6 separate regions of the Mus musculus genome follow, and regions 1, 2, 3, 4 and 5 are each linked to region 6. Evidence: chromatin contacts called from public HiChIP or PLAC-seq and promoter capture Hi-C data. All regions are on one chromosome and are shown on one strand. The core of a region is the stretch at or near the end of the contact, and the rest is flanking DNA. Distances in the headings are between cores, read along the strand shown.

Region 1 (3,204 bases), core at 439-2,938, 500 kb before region 6:
GGTTCAAAGAAAGATCTTATGTTTGTTTATTTAATTTTATTTGTTATAACAATAGATCACATATTTAGTCAGTTGCTGCCTAGCAGCTGGCATCCTGGTTTTTGTGAACCTTAAAATATTGAGTCTGGGTTCTACAACCAAACCAACGAGGGGGGAGTGCATGGTGGGGGCAGGGCTGTCACCATCTGGTGGAGAACAAGGTGTGCTGGAATACTAGTCTGTCCTGAGGGGTCTGTACTTCTTAGATAGGAGGAAGGTGTCTTCCTTTTCTTGGCCTGACCCCTAAGTAGTAATTTCATATTATAGACATGTTTTGAAAGTTGCTTTGTATAGCATTGGAAATGTAAATGAGGAAAATAACTAATAAAAAAAATTTTTTAAAGTTGCTTTGTATGTGTGTGTGTGTGTGTGTGTGTGTGTGTGTGTAAAACATATAAAACTATGGTATAAACCTATTCTTACAACTCAACTGATACTCTTTTGAACTATTCACAAAATTCCAAAAAAGAAAGTTACATCTTCATTCAGTTGTGGAGTGTTGTTCTACTTTTTGTCTGTACTATGCCAAGAGCCAAAATACTACTAACAATTAGTGTTAATGACTCTTATCAATCATTTTCTTTATATGTACCTATTTGCTCAATGCTTTATGGAAACCACCACATCTAGTCCTCCTAAAACATTTCTGAGGAAAACTCCTAAGTTTGTTCTCACTTTGTAAGTGAGAAAATAAAAGATGAAAATTCTTAATGCTGGAAGGTCTCATGCTGAACTTCATTAATGCAGCTAGAACATCCTCATGGTTATAAGTTCTGACTTCCTTGTGGCAGTATTATCCCTGTCCAATTACATTAAAATGTAATGCAGCAAGAGGCCTCTGATTGGACAGGGAAAAGGGAGGCGGAGCGAAGAGTTACAGAGACAGAGAGGGACTCAGGGGAGGGAAGAGGAGAAGCCAAGATGAAGGCTGTCGGACAGGAAGAAGATCCTGATTCCTTGTAGCTTTAAATAGCCATAGGTAGTTATGAATATCATACAGGGATAAAATGATTGGGATAATTTGTCTGATCTAAGTGGGCAGCTTGTATCATTATCAAACTGGCCCTGAAATTATTGTGTGGTCATCTTGTGAATTGAGAGGTTCTGACTTAATATAAGCTTCTAGAGTTTTATTTCTACCTGTTTACTGGGTGTTGTGTCAGTTAACCACAGGGTGACCATGCGGGGGCTAGCTAGAGACAGAGCCAGCAGGACCACCCTGTGGCAGAGAGTAGAAGAGTAAGCTTGCAAACTTGCCCGCTCATTTTAATAATTTCCCCTAACACTTCCTCACCGTAACAAATGCCACGATACTCACTACTCACTACTTTTTATTTTCCTAGTGTGAATATACTCTAATCTTATTACTTATGTCCTGCCTGCTTACAACTGGCATCAAGATTCCAGGAGAATGTGGTATGGTTTGTGTTTAGTTCCCAAGTCATATCTGGTATAACAGATGCTCATTAAGTATCAAATGACGAGATGACAGGTAAGCCAAAGATAAATCTAGTTCAGTGTTCAGAGAGGGCAAGTGCCACAGCTGTCCCAAAGGCTATTACCACTGTCACCATGTTTCATACCAGTGTGGACATATAGAGTTTCTACACGTTGCTAACTCCTTCCTTCACAGTGACCTGGTTGGTGAACATGTGCTTGCAGAACCTTGAAACATATGTCCAGGGCATTGTTACTAAGTATTCCAGATTCTTCTTGTGTTTGTGACATAGAATCCAGACCAACTCTTGAAAGTATAGCTAAACCTATCTGGGAACAGAGGATTTTCCACAGCTCCTGCTGTTTAATTCACTTTCTGGTGGGCTTGGACTTCCTGACCTATTCAGTCTTCTGGATAAATGCCTTCAAATGGACTATTCGTTCCCTTTTAATATTGTTTTCCTCTACACTCTATGACCGTGAAGTTCTTGATAGTCCTTAAAGCATTCTTGTTCATATTATCTCATCGAAGCTCATGTTCTTCTCAGAGAACAGCAAGACAGATGGGTTCACATGGGAGGAAGGGAAGGTTTCAGGACTAGGAAAGTCTTGGTTACTAACATACTGAGGATAGTGGATCAGCTGTCCAACAGCCTACTTCTTACTCTTGTCATATTTTTGGCAACTTCTCCAGTTCCAACAAGGGCTGGAAAAATACCCTGTACGCCAAATCTTTTAGACCACCTGCCCATAGCAAATGTTGAGCACTGGGCTGACATCTGAGCAGAGGGGTAATTCCTGGGGCCAAACCTCTGATTCAAGTTTGGTCCTAACTTTAGACTTCCTTCTTTCCCCCTAACATGCTCCTCTGTAAACAAATGAGGAGCCATGGTGATGCCTGGGAGGTATTTGCCAAGGCAGTGAGGGAGGGCTTTGTTCCTGTCCTTTATCATTCTCAGCTCATACATGACCCAGGTCAGTGTCACCTGCCATCCCTGTCTACTGACAGGTGTGTCCAATTAAGGAAAAGTCTCCAGCAGATTGGAATGTTAATTACTGCCCTGACTATTAGTGACTTTTTTTTTTTTTTTTTTTTTTTTTTTTTTGCTATGAGCTAGCTATACATGGGGGTTAAAAATCAGAGTCTTTGTTTCTCTCTCCCAGTTTCTCTGTCTCTCTCTCTGTCTGCTTGTCTCTCTAACTCTGTCTCTCCTCTTCCTCCATCTCTTCCCATCCTCTCTGCCTCTGATTCTGTTCTTCCATGTGTTTAAGCTTTCATTATTTTCTTTTTCCTTTAATGGAGATCATTTTTTTAGTATAACAAGCTACTGCCATCTAGTACTTTATCAAATTAGGATGTCTCCTTTGAATTTCTACTAAATTAGAACCCAGAACAATAAAGATGACATGCTAAAAATTTTATGGGTATTGATGAATTTGTTAGCTTATTTTAGGATGTGCATTATCATAGAAATACATGAACAACTCCAAACATTATTTGTCTTATAAATTATCACAAGTCTAAATATAGTCATTCCCCCTAGAATCTAGGGCCTAGATAGTGTTTATATCACTCCCTTGGATATATGAAACACCAATAGGAGGAAGTTATATCAAAAATAGGCTTATGCATGTTTTCATTAAGTCCTTAACATATCAAAACTACTTTTTAAATCCCAGTGACAGCATGTCAAAGATTGTCAGAAGTAGAGCTTTGAAAAATATTGT
Region 2 (3,117 bases), core at 296-2,795, 450 kb before region 6:
GATATGATTTATGACTTAATCAGGTAAATTATGATTTATTTCATAACCTAAAAATGTATTAAATCTGGTCTTGATGTTGCGATTTAATAATGACTGTATCAGTGAGATGAATTATTATTCTATTAAGTATTTTTTTAATCAGACCTTTCTGTTGGCAAATTTCAGTCCTAATCCACCTGTTACTCAGTGATAAAGATCAAGAACTCTTGAACAATTATCAGAGGAATGATAGTTCCTTGTTCTTCAAGGCAGATTGATTCATACTTATTTTTGTTGTTTGTACTGATTCTCTTTGTAGGGCTTAGTTCACACACACCTACATTCTTACCTATGATGAACCATATTTTTATGTATTGAGTTTTAGTTAATGTGGAGGCAAGAAACAGAGGAAAAGTACCCTAGAAAAAGTGACCACTTAGTGTAAATGGTCTTAACACCTGAAAGAAAGAAAAAACAAAAAACAAAACAAAACAAAACAAAAAATAAAAACCAAGTGTGCTGTACATCTGAGATATCTTTCTTTGTTGTTAAGTGAAACTTTTGTTGATGGCAAAGGTGTGTGTCATGGCAGAGTAATCAGGTTATTTACAAGCTCAAAAAGTAAAAATAAATAAATCAATTAGTTAATTAATAAAGTTGAGAAGAGTGGGGTGTTGGAGTAGCATCCTCTCAGAGGCAAAGGGGGGATGGGATAAAGAACTATGGGAGGGAGGACTAGGAAGGGGGGCAACATTTGGAATGTAAATAAATAAAATAATTTAATAAAAAAGAAAAAACTGAGAAGTATTTTCCACATCTCTTTTTCTTTTTTTAATTGGATATTTTATTTATTTACATTTGTAATGCTATCCTCTTTACTGAATTCCCCTCTGGAAACCCGTCCTATCTACCTCCCCCTGCTTCTATGAGGGTGCTCCCTGACCTTCTCACCCAATCCTCCCTCCCTGCCCTGGCACTCCCCTCCACATCTCTTCATATTCTAAAAAAGTTACTGCTACTCCTCATCTAGAAGGATTTGTGGTCGGAACACTGAGAAACTCTTCATATTCTGTCTCAATTTGGGAATATTGTAAGTAAGGTTGGTATGTTAAAATGCTCAAGATTCCTTAATGAAGTAAAACTCTTTCATCGTTAAATTGAGAGCTTTTCTCAATGGGCCAATGAACATGTCTAAATAGCTCTTCTAACATCTCGACAAATTAGACATATGAGAATGTTCTAGAAGGATACTTACATCAATTCCTTTCTACCTTCACATATTTCCAACTTATATCACTACAAAAGACTGGACATTTCTTCTTATATGTAAGCCAATGTGGTCTGCATGCAATGCTCTGTCAACTTCTTTTGAGTCTAAAAATATATGATGTAAACAAAACTGTTCGCAGACTTGAGGTAACTGGTCGAAGGAATGGATGGTTTTCCATTGGCAGCCATTCCACCCACAGATTCTCATCTAAATCTCTTCTTTCTTTATCATGCCCAGGAAACTAAGAAGAGAAAGAGGAAGTTCCTCAACTGAAGAGAACTCTGCACCATGTGACTCTAAAAATAACTGTGAAGAGTACAGCTGTATAAGGTCGAGCAAAGGAGAGGAACTTTCTGTAGACTACTTAGGAAAACCACAGAAGAAAAATGGCAGATTCATGAGGTTATTTTTGAGTTCAGAGTAAATATTCTATGTAAAGCTTTTAGTAAAATGTATCCTATATGTTATGAGTTTAGGATTAGTTTTGCCATTACTAATTTTAGTAGGAGAATCTCTCTCATTTTCATTCTTTACTCCATTTATCTGGCCAAAGGAACAAAATCAATTGCCCGCCTCCTTTTTAGTATTTCAAATATTCTCTGTAGTCTCTACTTGTTTGCTCCCAGGAGAACAGAAGTAATCCGGCCTTTCCAAGCAGGCTGACTCAATAAAAAGAGCTATGGTGTCTACAGAGTACCCTCTTCTCCAAGTCCCTGGTTTCTTGTGGTCTGGCATGGAAATACCCCATTTGTACCCATTGGCTTTAAGTTTGTGCTTCTTGCTTCTGTGCTGCACACAAACTGAACCAGTAATTTTTTTTCTTGTAAAATCAACTCAGACAAAGATGACAATGACAGAGCCAGAGCCAACTGTGTCCACTGGCACTCAGTTCATAGAAGAAGGATTTGGAAGAACCACACAGTTCTTAAGCCATAGTCACATTCTCAAACACAGCTATTACCAGGAAGCTCTATGATAATGTGAGATGTCTTAGTTAAGGTTTCTATTGCTGTGATCAAACAACGTGAGCCTATGGAAACTTTGGGAGGAATGGATTTATTTCATTTCCACTTCCACATTGTAGTCCAGGACAGAACACAAGTTAGAAATCTGGAGTAAGGAATTGAAGCAGAGGCCAAGGAAAGGTGCCACTTACTGGCTTTCTCCTCATGGCTCATTCAACCTGCTTCTTTATACATCCTAGAACCACCTGCCCAAGGAGAGTACTACCTACAAAGGGCTAGGCATTTCCACGTCAATCAATAACTAAGAAACTCCTGCCTAAGCTTGCCTACAAGCTAATTAGATTGATACAAACTCTCAATTGTGGCCATACTCTTGGAGATAAGGGCCCCTAGTTACATGGATCCCTGGAAAATAGCCCTTGGCTAAACTTGCCCTTGGTTTAATATCTGCCATGGGAGTGATAGTCTACAACACTAATATAACCAATAATACCACCACAGCCAGCCTATGGGCTATGGTGGAAAACATCTGTGGTACCTTTCACAATCCATAGCTCTACAAAAGAGCACACAGTTGTCCTTAACATCTTTCCCTCCCTTGCACACGTTATTGCTGGCCCTGTTTCTTTCTGTAACATTTACATAAGAATCCTCAATTCACATTCTGCATTGGGGGTTGAAACCTGAAAGAGAATTGCCACGCTAAGTAATTTCTAGGTGAAGAAATCCAGATTGTATACATGAACAGTGGAGTGAGAGTTATGGAGTTTAGAGCCAGTGTGTTTTAAGATGAATCTGAGAATAAACTACCTGTAGATAGTATTGAAAATAGATGCCCCTCAAAACTGTATTACATTAAAAAGCAAGAGAGGGAGGAAGAGGAAATTTCTTTTGGTTGTCTGG
Region 3 (3,084 bases), core at 46-2,545, 340 kb before region 6:
AGCCACACGAAAGTTATCCATGTCTTGTATATATAGAAGCCACTGTTGTATTGATTTTTTGACATCTTAGGAGTTAATATGTTGTAGTGTTGTTAGCTGGCACAATTGAACACTATCATTTGGTGTTTCCTCCCAGTAATAAAGTCAAACAGTTATTACTTTGCATCTACCTGGTGCTTCCTCCACTTAGTGATCGTTTTCTCATTAGTACCAGCTTCATTCTGAATAATGATTAAACAACAATAAATTGAAATATTTATTTACCAATTAATCATTAAATAATAAGAACATTCCAAAGATATTCTCGTGGAGACTAAAGAAAATGTCCCCACACCTCAAACAATCAAAGCCAATCAGCTATGCAGAAGATACACCAACTATCCATTCCAATGGACCCTGTAGTCTGTGCTGAATTTCAGAAATCTGTTTTCAATATTTATATTGCACAATTCATGTTTTTGTTATCTTTTTGCTATTTCTAACCACTCATTTCTTTTTCTTTACCATCAAGAGGATTTGACCTCACCACCACACTCTTGCAGAACCAGCGTTGCGAAGTACGGCAGAGTACCACAGTCTATTTTCAGCATAGTTCACAGATGGTGACAGCTACTATAGGAGATTAAGCAGGCAAACATAGGTATTCAGTGAAGCAGAGGCAGCAAATGCATTGTCAGCAAGAGAACCATGGGAGCCTTTCCTATAGTTACCTTCTCCTTTCTCCCTAACAACCTACCAGTAGCACTTTGATTTCCCAGTGTGTTGCTGATTCTACTCAAGCTTTCTGCTGTTTCAGAGCAAACACTGGTTGCAGTCACATGTTGTCTCTACCTGAGCCCGGACTCACAACACCAGGCACAAAAGACAAAACAGTGTCTATAGCTACAGATCTTAACCCCAGCTCCAGACCCACTGTGCTATGATTCCTTTTCTGGGGTTTACAGTGAACACTACCATGTGTCTTTCTAGTGTCATGGGGTTTGCCAAGTGTCAGGGTACACATGTCAGGGATACTTGCACAGCAACGTGGCCTTACTAAATATCTGTAACTGCTGAGTCCTGATAAACGATGTCATCCCTCCACACCTCACATCAAACGGAAAGCCACAGGACTTCCAGATGTGGGTATGCTAGAGACAGAAGCTGCCTACCAGCTTCTGTGCTTCTTTTCTGGTGATAGCAGAAGAAATGTGTCATGCACATTCTCTTCTGGGCAAGGCATTCCTAGCCTACTCAAACTTGATTGATGTGGCAAGCTCTTGAAACTTGGTCATTTTTTCTGTCCTCTGGGACACATTTATTTACTGAAAGCTCCAAGCACTTGCCCTTTGTTACTTGATTACTCTGATACCATGATCTCTCTAATCCAGGGAACCAATGTGCTCCATTCTTCAGAGTGCCCCAGTTCAGTTCTCTCTGAACTATGACAAGAGTTGAGAAAACCAAATAGCCCTGAAAAAAAAAAGGATAAGAACAGATGCATACCATCATTTTTCTCATGAGTGAAAAATGTTTTGTATCCTATTTTCTGATAGAGATAAGTAAAATAAACACACTCACCAGATCAAGATCTCGATCACTTATGTGGAGGGTATTTTAATCTCCTTTAGTAGAGTAGCTGATACAGTCCAGTGACTACACCTGGGTTATTACTAGGCATCAAACTGCCTCAGGTGAACTCCACGTTTCACCCCTAAGTTCTTATGGTGAATTACTTAACTCTTCTGGACCAATTTCTATACATATCAAATGGAGACTGCTACTGTAGCTGAATAATGGCCAGATAGGAGTTAAACGTCCTTTAGGCAGGAGGGCAAAAGCCATGGAAGTTATTGAGTTAGTCAAGTAATGTACATGACCTCCCCTAGATGGGTGAATGACCTTTCAGTTGGGCTGAGAGAACACACAGAGGACATGTGTCCCCTGCCCTGCCCCCATTCCCCCCTGCTTCAACTTGCAATGTGTTAAAAAATGACCAATCTGAATAAATATTGCCTCAATCTCCACCAAATTCACTCAGCAAAATCTTTAACAGCCCTTCTGGTAGGACAATGTGATGCTATTCCTCCTTGGGAATCCTTCCCATGCTCCTGATTTCCTCTCTTATATTAATTTAATAAATTTATATCGATTCTGCTCTCTCCACACCCATGTTGCCTCATCCACTGGCTCAGGGTGGCTTCAGTGGCTTCTAATCAACTGAAATTCCATCTCTAGTTACACTCACTAAAAGTCAAAAGAAGCCCTGTCATTCTCAAAGAACCCAAACAAATAGGGCAACTATATGGATTAAAATGAGAAAATCCATACAGAGTCCTAATAACTAGTCCTGGGATACAGTAATTACCAAATAAACGCCAACCTTCATCCAGTTCAGAGTTACAGCACAGCTTAATTTAATAAGATTCTACAACTAGAGTTTTCTTTTCTATAAAGTGAATCTACCACACATGTAGTTTAGGGTGCAATCATGGAGAAATATGAGACAGGGTTAATTTTTACACCACCAGCATTGCTGTGAGTCACAGATTATTCATGCAGTTTATAAACCGAACACAGAGTTATTAAGGCAGAATGTTTGCTCAGCTCCTTGATGTTCCCAACTCTGCACCATTTGCAGTAGCCAAGCTAGCCAGAGTGTAATGGATCATCATGTAGTATAATGATGGCCCTTCTATCAGGCTCCAGAGCAGAGTCCAACTGCCAGCCCATTCATTATGCACATGATCTACACAGGCACAGCATGCTTCTCCACCCACAGTATCTCTCTTACTTTACTTTTCCTACTATGCCAGGCGTTCAGTTACATGGCGGGAAGAGTTAGATACATACAGAATAGAAGGAGAAATCCATGTGGAGCATCCATGACCCCTTGCCTATGATGCCCTAGTTCACTAACCAGTCCAGATGGACGTCCCTCCCACTTTAACAGCTCTAGGACCCATGTTATATGGGGAGAAGCGAGCTAAAAAGAGAGCAACATTTTGTGTTATTTGTGTGTCTACTTACATGCTAAACAAATAGGATTGTTTCACGAGCTACAGTCAGCTTACTGTCTCACTGATGACAGGGCAATACTGAGTT
Region 4 (3,251 bases), core at 667-3,166, 470 kb before region 6:
AAATGCAGTTAATTACAGAGATTTCTTAGTGCACTATGAGTACCTAAAGTGTGTGTGTGTATCAATTAAAAACAAGTAAACTATGAATTTGAGAAAAAAACGAGTAAAACTATTTTTAGTGACACTGGATGAGACAGAAGGGATTCAAAACTATCATGCATACTTGATTTTTATGAAATTTGTCTAAGTTTAGCAAATGCCCTGCCTGTTTCATGAGAGATAGAGTAAAGAAAGGATGCCAATCGGCCAATCTTTAGGAAGTTTTGAAGGACAAAAGACAACATGCTCAAGAAACAGACAGGCAGAGAGGTCTATCTTGGAGTTATTGTTTTATACTAGTGTTATGGTTTGTATATGCTAGGCCCAGGGAGTGGCATTATTAATTATGGCCCTGTTGAGTACATGTGGCCTTTTTGGAGTAGGTGTGTCACTGTGCATGTGGGCTTTGAGAAGCTATTCCTAGTTGCCTGGAAGCCAGTCTTCTACTAGCGGCCTTAAGATGAAGATGTAGAATTCTCAGCTTCTGCACCATGTCTGCCTGAAGACTGCTATGCTCCCACCATAATAATAGACTGACCCTCTGAACCTGCAAGTCAGCTCCAATTAAATGTTGTCTTTTATAGGACTTGCCTTGGTCATGGTGTCTGTTCACAGAAGTAAAACCCTATCTAAGACAATCACTTAAGCTCATAGGAAGCATAAGTCTTCCTAATCCTTTAAGGAAGACTACCTTAAAGGATTAAGGTAGGCTCACTACCCTGCTCTTTTAGTTTATTACTGGCATGAAATAATCTGGCAAAAGCAATCTAAGGTAGAAAGGATTTCTCTTATCTCACAGTTCAAGGCACAGTCCATCATCTTGTGTAAAGTCAAGGCAGCAAGGGCTTAAAGCAGATACTCACACTACACCTATAATCAGGAAACAGAGAGGGATGAATACAAACTAGTACTCCATACACTTTCTTCAATTTTTTATAGTCCAGGCTCACTCCACTTTGTGGTGGTCCCCCTTGCAATTAAGATAGGCCTTCCTATATCAATGAACAAAATCAAGATAATCCATCTACAGATAGGCACAGAGGTATATCTAACACCAGTTATCACACCATACACACACAGATTATGTACTGGAAAAACAAACAAACAAAAATACCATCCTAATGTAGCATATGGGGATGTGTCTTCCTGGTGTATGTATTACTTTCCTACTCAACAATTCATAGCTAAGAACATGATCCCATTATCTTTAGTGGTCTATACCCATGGCTTTCCTGATATTTGGCAGAGAATTTAACTTACTATGAGCTGCTTTTGAAAAGCAAATTCCTTCTTTACCAAGGGGTAAAGGTTTCTCAAAGGGCAATCTTTTAAGTAGATAACAAAAACTTTTCAGATAAACAACATTTTTTTCATAAGTGACCTTCAGGAGAACATGAACCATCTAAAACATATATGTGTTGTTTACTTGCTGTGTACTACCCCAACAAGCAGATGCAGATGAGAGATAGAGGGATACAAAATAATAAAGTTGCCAACTATGTAGAGTGCACACTCAACACTGAGAGTTGCTATATCTGAACTAAGCCATATTTGCCAATTATCTAAGAGCTATTCATTTTTCCTTTACTGGAGGCCAAAAAAGATGTTGTTGATTTGTATGTTTCAATACTCAAGTTTTAAATCAAGTAGTTTTTTCCAACCTAGTGACAAGATGACTTCCTATTGTGACAAGCTATCCCTTGAAATGGCAGCAATTAGGTCATCAAACTTTTCACCATAGATGCTAATAAAATCTGTTAAGTGGAGGGTACTTCTTCTAAAGTCAGATGAACAAAAAGGAATAAGTTGATGGATGGCAGTAATGGAAGAGAGGGGGTAGGAACTGGCCACTAGAGGCTTAGCCAATACAAAGGAATTTGCTAGCTAATAAATTGAGGTTGAGCATGACAGAGCTAAAACCTAACTTTAATGAGTGGTCTCCACAAGAATCCAAATTGGAGATGTTGGGAAACACACATACTAAGATTTTGTTTAATCACAACCTCATTTCTTCAAAAGAATGTTTTTCACTTTAAGTGAATATGAAGTAAAAGAATCAAATACTGCCTCTTCAATATTTCTGAAAATTATGTGGCTTAGGAATGCAGAGGTAGGTTAGTTGGTAAAAGCAAATTCCCTCTTTAGCAAGGGGTAAAGGTTCTCTCAAAGGGCAATCTTTTAAGTAGATAACAAAAACCTTCAGATAAAACAACATTTTTTTCATAAGTGACCTTCAGGAGAACATGAACCACCTAAAACATATATGTGTTGTTTACTTGCTGTGTACTACCCCAACAAGCAGATGCAAATGTGAAATAGATGGACACAAAATAAATAATAAAGTTGCCAACTATGCAGAGTGCACACTCAACACTGAGAGTTGACACATAAGCATAGGAATCCGATTCAGATCCCTAGAACCCATGTGAAAATCTGAGCATGACAGCACAGGCCCACCCATAATCCCAGGGCTTGGAAGGAAGGGGTTAGAGGCAGGAGGATCCTTAGGACTTCCTAGCTGACTGTTCTAGTCACTGAGTCCTAGATACAGGGAAGCTCTGTGTCTCAAATATAGACCTCTCTAAAAAACTACAGGCAACTAAGAAATGCTGAGGGAAGAGCACACTAATTGGTTATCCGATACTAGTCAGCCCTGAAAACATTCACACACCAATAACATTATGCAGGCTGATTAGGTTGAGTTTATGTGCACATACGTGTATGAAAAAAGAGAGGCCATGAATTTGGAAGAGAGCAAGGTAAGTTATATGGGAGTTTTTGGAATGAGGAAGGGGAAAGAAGAAATTATGTCATTATATTATAATCTCAATTAAAAGAAAAGAAAAGAAAAGAGCAAAACAACAACAACCTAAAAGAAAGTGAAAACAAAGTGGACAGGCTGGAGAGGGAGTTCAGCATTTAAAAGCACTTCTTACTCTTACCAAGGACTACGGAATGGTTCTCAGAATCCAAATCAAGTGGCTTACAACAACCTACATCTCTAGTAACAAGGAATCTGGTGTCAACTCCAGACGTTCAGGAGTACTTACTGTATGCACATGGTTCACATACATACATTCAGGCATGTATAGATATACACATAAACAAAAATGAGGTCTAAAAACCATAAGATGGAGCTTGGTGGTGGGGGAGAGGGTGCACACTTTTAATCCTAGCTCTTGGGAGGCAGAGGCAGACAGATCTCCGAGTTT
Region 5 (3,346 bases), core at 712-3,211, 380 kb before region 6:
ACCATGGTAAAGTCACAAACTGTTCCCTTAAAAACAACAGAAACTTATTCTGTCATGATTCTAGAGAGGGAATGTATAAAATCAAGAGTTCATCAAGGACATTTCCCTTTGAACTTTCTCCAAAAGAACCCTTCCTTGAGCCATCTTCTTCCTCCTATTATTTCCTTTTTTGCATGTCCAAGTGTTTCCTGTTAGGAGGATACCAATATTGCATTAAGCCTTATTCTAAATCCAGAATAAGTTCATATTAATATTATATGTACAAAAGCTCATATTCTACACAAAAACACATTTTGATATCCTAAAGGCTATGAATTTTTTGGCTGGCACCATCCAGTCTTCCAGATAGTATGCAATTACAAACTGGATGAGAGTGTCAAAAGGGAGTGGTATATGATTTTGTCATGGCTGAGAAAAGCTTATAAGCTAGACTATAGGGAAATGAGTTTTTTTCATGCTTAGTATCAAGCTTAGAAGTGTCAAATAGCACCCTCTTGTTCTCTCAAGTTTCTCTAGATCAGAAAAGCAAGAGTAGGACAGGATTATTCCCCCATGATCTCAGAATATAGATATTCTTCTAAATTAGCACGTTAGTGTGGATGCGATTGTGGGGGTGGGATGTCCAAACATTTCTAAATTTCACTCATAGCATTGGGAAAAAATAATCCATTTCTTGTACCCAACATGAAACAAGACATCTATGTCTGCTAGATGCTATGGTTTTGAATTTAATTTCTCTTAAATTCATATACTGACACCCTAAAGCTCCAATTTGAAAAAAGGTTTGTTTTTTTTTTTTTTTGGAGATAATTCCAGTTTAATGGGATAATAAGAAAGAGATCTACTGTGATATGGTTGATGGTCATGTAAGGAGAGAAAGATAGGGTCTCCCCAGTCTCTATGTGGGAGCAAAGAAGAAAAAGCACAGGGAAAAGACCACCATCTTCGAACAAGGAAGGGAACTCTGACCAGAAACTGTCCATCTGGAATGTGTTCCATCCAGAACTGTGAGAAATCTGGTGTCTTCTGTATAAGCCATCAGCAGAGAGTGTTTATTAAGGGAATGCACAAAGACTACTGCATGGACTGCTTATATAGACTGTCATCCACTACTTGAAGCTATCCACAATCATTCTGTATTGTATTGTCAACGGCAGCAACAAAGAATCTCTCTTATACAGAATATTAGTCGTGAGCCTTTTTTTGTTTTTCATCTAGAAGAGCTCAAGCCCTGTTTAGTTTTATCCTGATGAGGCTAGGACGTAAGGATTGTGTGAAAACTCCCTCTTCATAAAAACACCTGTGCTGGTTTCACTGAATGATTAGGGTGTGTGATCCAGAAGCCAAGGTCTTGGTTTGTATCTTGGAATTTTCCTAGCATAGTAGATCAGGAAAAGCTTGTCTATTAAATAGAAATAGGACTGGTGCCCACTGGACAACATTAAGTTGATAAAGATCTAGAAGGAGCATTGTTAAGTAAAACAGGAATAAGAGGGAAAAGTAAAGAAGGCCCCTATGGGAAGAATTTGTCAAGTGAGGGCATGACTAGAGTGAGATGTGAACAGAGGGCTTGGCCAGCTACTCCCATGTTGCTACCCACAGGTCCACGAACCTGGTTCCTTAAAGGGAGGTTGGGGCTGCATTGGAGAAAATGGTGAAAGAAATAATGAGACCAAGACAAAGATACTGATCAAGGCCCAAAGTTTACTTAAAGTCTGAGCTTATATGGGGGGTGGGGATCTCCTTTCATCAGGATAGTGTCAGGAGAACAGGTTCAGCCTCTCAGTGCGTAGCAGCACCTGGCAGAACAGTAGACCTATCTAGGTCAGAAGACTCCATCCTAGGTGGTCTTGTTCACAATGGCAGAACAGGTCTGAACCAGCCTGCTCAAGGCTGGGGGAGGCTACACTCCCAGGGCTCTGGCCAGAGAGACTCTGGATAGGCATCAAGCATGGACAAAGCCACAGACTGAGATGAGTCATTTTCAGCCTTCTAGAGAATTTGTGACTCTGGAAAAAGCCAAACCAATAAGAGTAACATTCAAAAGATTTAGTAACTGATAAGATGGACCACCAGCCTTTGTGCTGGGAATTGTTCCCATGTAATCACTGACTACACTGTAGGTAACCCAGACAACTAATCCTGTGCAGGAAAATTTGGGAGTTATAGGGAGACAACAGAGTAATGACCTTGGATAGGATGACCAGACAATTTATTAAACAAACTGCAATAGTTTAAAAGGCGATAAAGAGGGTAGCCATATAAAACGGGATGTTGTATACCAAAACAAAAATGGTGATCACTTCCATCTTTTAGAACTCAAAATGTTGATGACTTACCAACCACAAAGAATTTTTAAGGATGCTCCAATAAAATCACTTTCAGGTAACTTGAAAAATCATTTTGAGACAAGGCTAACTATGTAGCCCTTGGCTAGTTAGGCACTTGCTGTATTAATCAGGTTAGACTTGAACACCATATGGGCATTCTCTTGCCTTTCCTTCGCAAGTGCTGGAATTCCCAGTGTGCTCACCATACCACCTGTTTTAAATAACATTTTGTTTATGCATACTAACTATATATCAGCATTCTAGGCCTAGGGTTAATAGACTTGAGTTTAGCAACTAAGCTGTCACTAAATGTTGTTCTGGGAAATTGTTCTCACGCCTTTATTTCCCTACACAGAAAGGAAGTTTATTAATGTTTCAGCCTTAATTCATTCCATGTGAATTCCATTTAAACAGCTTTATGAATAGAGTACCCTTCTTTGTTGATGAGTAAATTTCAAAATATTTCCTGTGGCTTTACATTGGAATAATACTGGAAAGAAATCTGATATGACAAATAAAAATTCCTGAATGAACAAAGGTGAGAATTGTGTTGCATAGGCGCCATATCGCCAAGGTCTGAAGTTGCTTAATCCAAGAGTATAAAGCTTGGACTATGTCTTCGATCCCTGTGAACAAAGGCTGAACTCTGGAGGAAGTGGGACAGCTGTTGTTCAGCTATGCTGTGAGAAAAGAAAAATCTCTACTGATTTCACAGGGATGCACAGTCCACCCTTCTCAGGTTATCAGCAATTCACTCATTCCTTAATGCCTACCTCAGAGCCCATTGTTCTCATCACGACAGCTGTTGAGGCACCCTCAAGTTATTTAGTTTATGCCTTCTGTATGCAGTCATCATGGGTATTTTATCATGTAATTTCATATGTAATACGCTCCCAGGTTGTTTTTCTTTGTTTTGTTTTGTTTTTAATGTCCTAGCTTTCTGTAAATTCTTGCAACCAAATACTCAAGGATAACAAATTGGGCTAATCAGCTTGAAACCCTCATTTTGGGAGGCA
Region 6 (3,108 bases), core at 132-2,631:
TCAAGTCCTCCCCTGCCTCTCCAACGCCAGAGCTGCCGCTGCAGCTACCGCCGCAGCCTCCTCCAGCCCCGTCATGGTGGGCCTTTGCCCGATTATGCAGCTGCAGAAGAGCCTGGTACCAGCTGTCTTGCTCAGCCTCGCTATCCGCGGCAATGGCAAAGTGTTCGTCTCGGGTGTAGAGAGCCACCAGGTGCTTGTTCTTGGAGTCAGCCCGCTTGTTGATGTTGAAACAGCTCTCGAGGGGGATCGAGCGTTTGGGGGCGCTCGACTTGTGCCGCCACTTCTTCTCGTTCTCATAATACTCCAGGCGCGCTGGGCCCCCGGCCTCGCTGGCCGCCCGCAGCACGAAAAAGCGCTTATGCATACTCTTGGGCTTGCGCAGGTAGCCCACCTTGCGCACGTCTGAGAAGCCATCGGTATCCGGAGGGCTCGCCATGCTGCTGCGGAGCAGAGGGAGGTGTTGAAAAACTGGGTGAGGGGTGGCTTCTCAGTGCGGCCCCGCACATGCACTCCGGGCTGGAGGAAGCTCGCAGAAATTCTGACTCCAAAATTCACGCTGTTCCTGGAGCTGGGGAGGGGCAGCCGAAGGACGAGGTAACTGCGCCAAGGAAGATAGCCTGATCCGAGTTTAAGGGCGTTTCATGCCCAGAGGGAAGGGCAGTGGGTCTAGGGTGAGTGCAGCCGCAATCTTCCGAGGACTATGTCTCCCCCAGTCCCTGCAGCAGAGAAGGAGCTATGGTGCATCCCTTGCCGCCCCTGGTCGAGTCCGATGTAGGGAGGCAGCGATGGCCCGAGGAGTCCCCGCTTGGCTCTCTAGGCGCGCGCGCCTTCCCTCCCGAGTTCCCCTCTGGAAGTAGCGATTCCCGAGGCAAATTAAATATCCTTGGGCAGGGGGAGGCGGGCTGCCAAGTCCCAACGTTGCACCGGGTTCTCCCTCCTCCTTCTCCTCCTCCTCCTCTGCCTCCTCCCACCCTTCAACCGTCCCCGTCGCCACCAGCCGCCCAAATACCAGCTCAATCGCAGAGACCGCGGCGCTGCGGCTGTTGCTGCTGCTGCTGCTGCTGCTGCCGCCCGAGGACGCGTCCTCTGCAGCCCGCACTCGAGCCCATCTCGGCGGGCGGGGAAAGTGGCTTTTCCACGCGCAACGCTACTGGGCAGCTGGGGGAGCAGGGGACGGTCCAGAGGGACAGGCTCATCCCTGCCCCTAGCTCCAGTCCGCAAGGGAGGAGGGGAGGGGACGAGGGAGGGAGGCGGGGAGCGGGGGAGGTTTGGGAAGAGATCGGGGAAGACGCCCGGTCCTCCCGAGGCGCAGCCGCTGCAGTTACTTCTCTCCTCCTCCCTCCTTCTCCTCCCTCCTCCTCCTCCCTCCTCCTTCCTCCTCCTCGGAGAGTTGCCGAGAGCCCCAACCAAAACAAGCGGCGGCTGCGGCGGCTGGCACCGCGCGCTGGCCCTCTTCAGACCGCGCCGCCGTCTCACTCCAGAGGAGCAAAACACGTGACGGAGCCTCTGCGCTCAGCAGCCTGGCCGCCGCCGGGAGGCTCCAGCCCGGGTCTCTCTCCCTCTCCCTGCTCGCTCTACATTCCGGGCCGAGCCCGCCCCACGCCCGCCCCTCTCCACCCCCTGGCCGTGCCGCAGAGGCGCCCGCGCTGGCCCTTTGCTGCAGCGCTCGGGCAGCGCCCCTGCGTGGCCGGCAGAGCCCGGGGCGCTGTGTCTCCCACGCCCGTGCCACCCAGAGCGCCCCCGGCCCGTAGGAATCCCCGCGGCGGGAGGGCAGGCTTGTTTGGGTGGCTACCGGAAAGCAGGAGGGGAGTCTGGGAAAACGGGAGGGGGGGATCTGGGGAAGACGCAGGAGTGAGGGAGGGGGCAGTGAGAGGGGGGGTGCACTGCGGCTGCAGAGCCCCGAGAGGGTGGGGGCGCTGGGGCGGAGGGGACGCGGGTGACCTGCTAGCTCTCACCCAACAGGTAAAGGCGACCCCCGGGAGGCAGCTGGATGTCGGTGTCTGGGTGAGAGGCCCTGGTAGGGAGATCTACATTTTTGTAAGATTTTCTAAAGGACTTCTGAGCCAGTCTTCCACCTGGAATCTCCGGACGTACCGTGGTGAAGCACCTGGAAGAAACAGAGAGGGACGCCCAAGGGCAATGACTGTTGGCTAGGTTAGGGTCTCTCGGAATCGCGACCTGGGATCTCACACCTGGCACTATTAGCCGCTGATCACTAAGGAAATAAAATGTAAAAGTCACCATTTCTCTTCCTTCATGCAGGTGAAGAGGGATTCACACTTAAGGGTTAGTTAGTGCAAAAGGTGGGGGGCGGGGGCTGGAGGAAACCTGGCACCCCTTATCACATTCGTAAGTCTATTTGTGATTTTTTTTAAAGATGTAAAGGACCTTCAGAGAGTTCCTAAGTGTACACCCTTACTGTGTATATGTTAGCAGATGTTTGTTTCATAGTTTGCACGAGCATTAGACGACCCTATACACTTTTAACCTTGACCACAAGGATAAGTGGGAGACAAGGATAAGTGGCTAGGCTGCACAGGAAAATGGGTACTTCTTGATGAAAACGGGTCAGCAGCCTCTTTGCAAAGCCTATTTCTTAGTCTCACCACAAGCAGACGCTCCCCAAAGTTTTTTTTTTTCTTTTTCTTTTTAAGATGACCTATAAATCAAGCAGGGTGTCCCTGTCTAGCCCAACCGGCATTAAAGACCTACAAATGTGACGTTGCTCCCAGTGCTTAAAGCCATTCTACTCTAGCCATGGGCGGTTCTAGTTTTCCACCTCTTTTCCTAAGCCAGGAACCCTCTCAGCCTCCCGCTCTCCAGCACTGCAGGTTGTTTGCAGTGAGACGCAGCAGTAAAGGTGCTGGGCATGCTCAATCCACTAGACTGCCTGGCTTGGAGTAGGGGAGGAGCGGATGGGTAAAGGGGGCTGCGCGCCTCAGCATAATGCGGCTAGAGAGGCGGGGTGAGGTTCCTGGGGCAGCCTGCTGATTGGTGGAGTTGCCTGTCTTTCCTGTCTTGCACAGATGCGGTAAAGGGGAGAGAGGGAGAGGGTACAGATGTAGGCACTGGCGCCATTCAGATGCTTGCGGTACTTGAATTGGGGTA

What was found. Promoter capture Hi-C pulls out the DNA fragments that hold promoters and counts their contacts. HiChIP or PLAC-seq counts read pairs in DNA pulled down with a chosen protein or histone mark.
Region 1: an H3K4me3 HiChIP or PLAC-seq map of craniofacial prominence shows a contact between it and region 6, with 9 times the contacts expected there. The contact joins the enhancer-like site here to the promoter of Irs1 in region 6. A contact is called at or near these places in 16 of 39 promoter capture datasets (the 3T3-L1 cell line, 3T3-L1-derived adipocytes, the C10 cell line and 11 more), 5 of 484 Hi-C or Micro-C datasets (granulosa cells, myocytes, pre-B cells and 1 more) and 15 of 115 datasets of contacts at active chromatin or transcription factors (the 230-238 cell line, the NIH/3T3 cell line, astrocytes and 11 more).
Region 2: a contact with region 6 is called in an H3K4me3 HiChIP or PLAC-seq map of the 230-238 cell line, with 15 times the contacts expected there. The contact joins the enhancer-like site here to the promoter of Irs1 in region 6. A contact is called at or near these places in 19 of 39 promoter capture datasets (the 3T3-L1 cell line, 3T3-L1-derived adipocytes, the C10 cell line and 13 more), 2 of 15 datasets of contacts at CTCF or cohesin (large pre-B cells and pro-B cells), 8 of 484 Hi-C or Micro-C datasets (the HL-1 cell line, cerebellum, liver and 2 more) and 21 of 115 datasets of contacts at active chromatin or transcription factors (the 230-238 cell line, the NIH/3T3 cell line, astrocytes and 16 more).
Region 3: a contact with region 6 is called in a promoter capture Hi-C map of liver, with 7 times the contacts expected there. The contact joins the enhancer-like site here to the promoter of Irs1 in region 6. A contact is called at or near these places in 17 of 39 promoter capture datasets (the 3T3-L1 cell line, 3T3-L1-derived adipocytes, the C10 cell line and 11 more), 3 of 15 datasets of contacts at CTCF or cohesin (the NIH/3T3 cell line, large pre-B cells and pro-B cells), 19 of 484 Hi-C or Micro-C datasets (the 3T3-L1 cell line, the 63-12 cell line, the AML12 cell line and 10 more), 24 of 115 datasets of contacts at active chromatin or transcription factors (the 230-238 cell line, the NIH/3T3 cell line, astrocytes and 19 more) and 1 of 9 other capture datasets (pancreatic islet).
Region 4: an H3K27ac HiChIP or PLAC-seq map of stem cell-derived neural progenitor cells shows a contact between it and region 6, with 6 times the contacts expected there. The contact joins the enhancer-like site here to the promoter of Irs1 in region 6. A contact is called at or near these places in 15 of 39 promoter capture datasets (the 3T3-L1 cell line, 3T3-L1-derived adipocytes, the C10 cell line and 10 more), 2 of 15 datasets of contacts at CTCF or cohesin (large pre-B cells and pro-B cells), 1 of 484 Hi-C or Micro-C datasets (the C2C12 cell line) and 9 of 115 datasets of contacts at active chromatin or transcription factors (the 230-238 cell line, astrocytes, craniofacial prominence and 6 more).
Region 5: an H3K27ac HiChIP or PLAC-seq map of the NIH/3T3 cell line shows a contact between it and region 6, with 10 times the contacts expected there. The contact joins the enhancer-like site here to the promoter of Irs1 in region 6. A contact is called at or near these places in 16 of 39 promoter capture datasets (the 3T3-L1 cell line, 3T3-L1-derived adipocytes, the C10 cell line and 11 more), 2 of 15 datasets of contacts at CTCF or cohesin (large pre-B cells and pro-B cells), 24 of 484 Hi-C or Micro-C datasets (the 3T3-L1 cell line, the AML12 cell line, the HL-1 cell line and 14 more), 21 of 115 datasets of contacts at active chromatin or transcription factors (the 230-238 cell line, the NIH/3T3 cell line, cardiomyocytes and 16 more) and 1 of 9 other capture datasets (embryonic stem cells).

Annotation. Positions count from the first base shown.
Region 1 is chr1:81,793,368-81,796,571 of GRCm38.p6, forward strand. No RefSeq gene overlaps it. Among named protein-coding and RNA genes, the nearest start is that of Mir6344, 340 kb to the right of the region's middle. Within about 2 kb of position 1,689, at least 4 of the 459 cell types and tissues checked have an H3K27ac peak or open chromatin away from gene starts, as enhancers often do. A contact at or near this core is called in craniofacial prominence and myocytes, where this site is marked.
Region 2 is chr1:81,840,621-81,843,737 of GRCm38.p6, forward strand. No RefSeq gene overlaps it. Among named protein-coding and RNA genes, the nearest start is that of Mir6344, 290 kb to the right of the region's middle. Within about 2 kb of position 1,546, at least 16 of the 459 cell types and tissues checked have an H3K27ac peak or open chromatin away from gene starts, as enhancers often do. A contact at or near this core is called in the 230-238 cell line and pro-B cells, where this site is marked.
Region 3 is chr1:81,949,151-81,952,234 of GRCm38.p6, forward strand. No RefSeq gene overlaps it. Among named protein-coding and RNA genes, the nearest start is that of Mir6344, 180 kb to the right of the region's middle. Within about 2 kb of position 1,296, at least 40 of the 459 cell types and tissues checked have an H3K27ac peak or open chromatin away from gene starts, as enhancers often do. A contact at or near this core is called in the AML12 cell line, the C2C12 cell line, the NIH/3T3 cell line and 4 more, where this site is marked.
Region 4 is chr1:81,817,130-81,820,380 of GRCm38.p6, forward strand. No RefSeq gene overlaps it. Among named protein-coding and RNA genes, the nearest start is that of Mir6344, 310 kb to the right of the region's middle. Within about 2 kb of position 1,917, at least 7 of the 459 cell types and tissues checked have an H3K27ac peak or open chromatin away from gene starts, as enhancers often do.
Region 5 is chr1:81,910,815-81,914,160 of GRCm38.p6, forward strand. No RefSeq gene overlaps it. Among named protein-coding and RNA genes, the nearest start is that of Mir6344, 220 kb to the right of the region's middle. Within about 2 kb of position 1,962, at least 22 of the 459 cell types and tissues checked have an H3K27ac peak or open chromatin away from gene starts, as enhancers often do. A contact at or near this core is called in the HL-1 cell line, the NIH/3T3 cell line, adipose-derived mesenchymal stem cells and 2 more, where this site is marked.
Region 6 is chr1:82,290,058-82,293,165 of GRCm38.p6, forward strand. Irs1 (insulin receptor substrate 1) reads right to left here and starts at 1,382. Exons shown (of 2, transcript NM_010570.4): 1 at 1-1,382. The coding sequence starts at 436.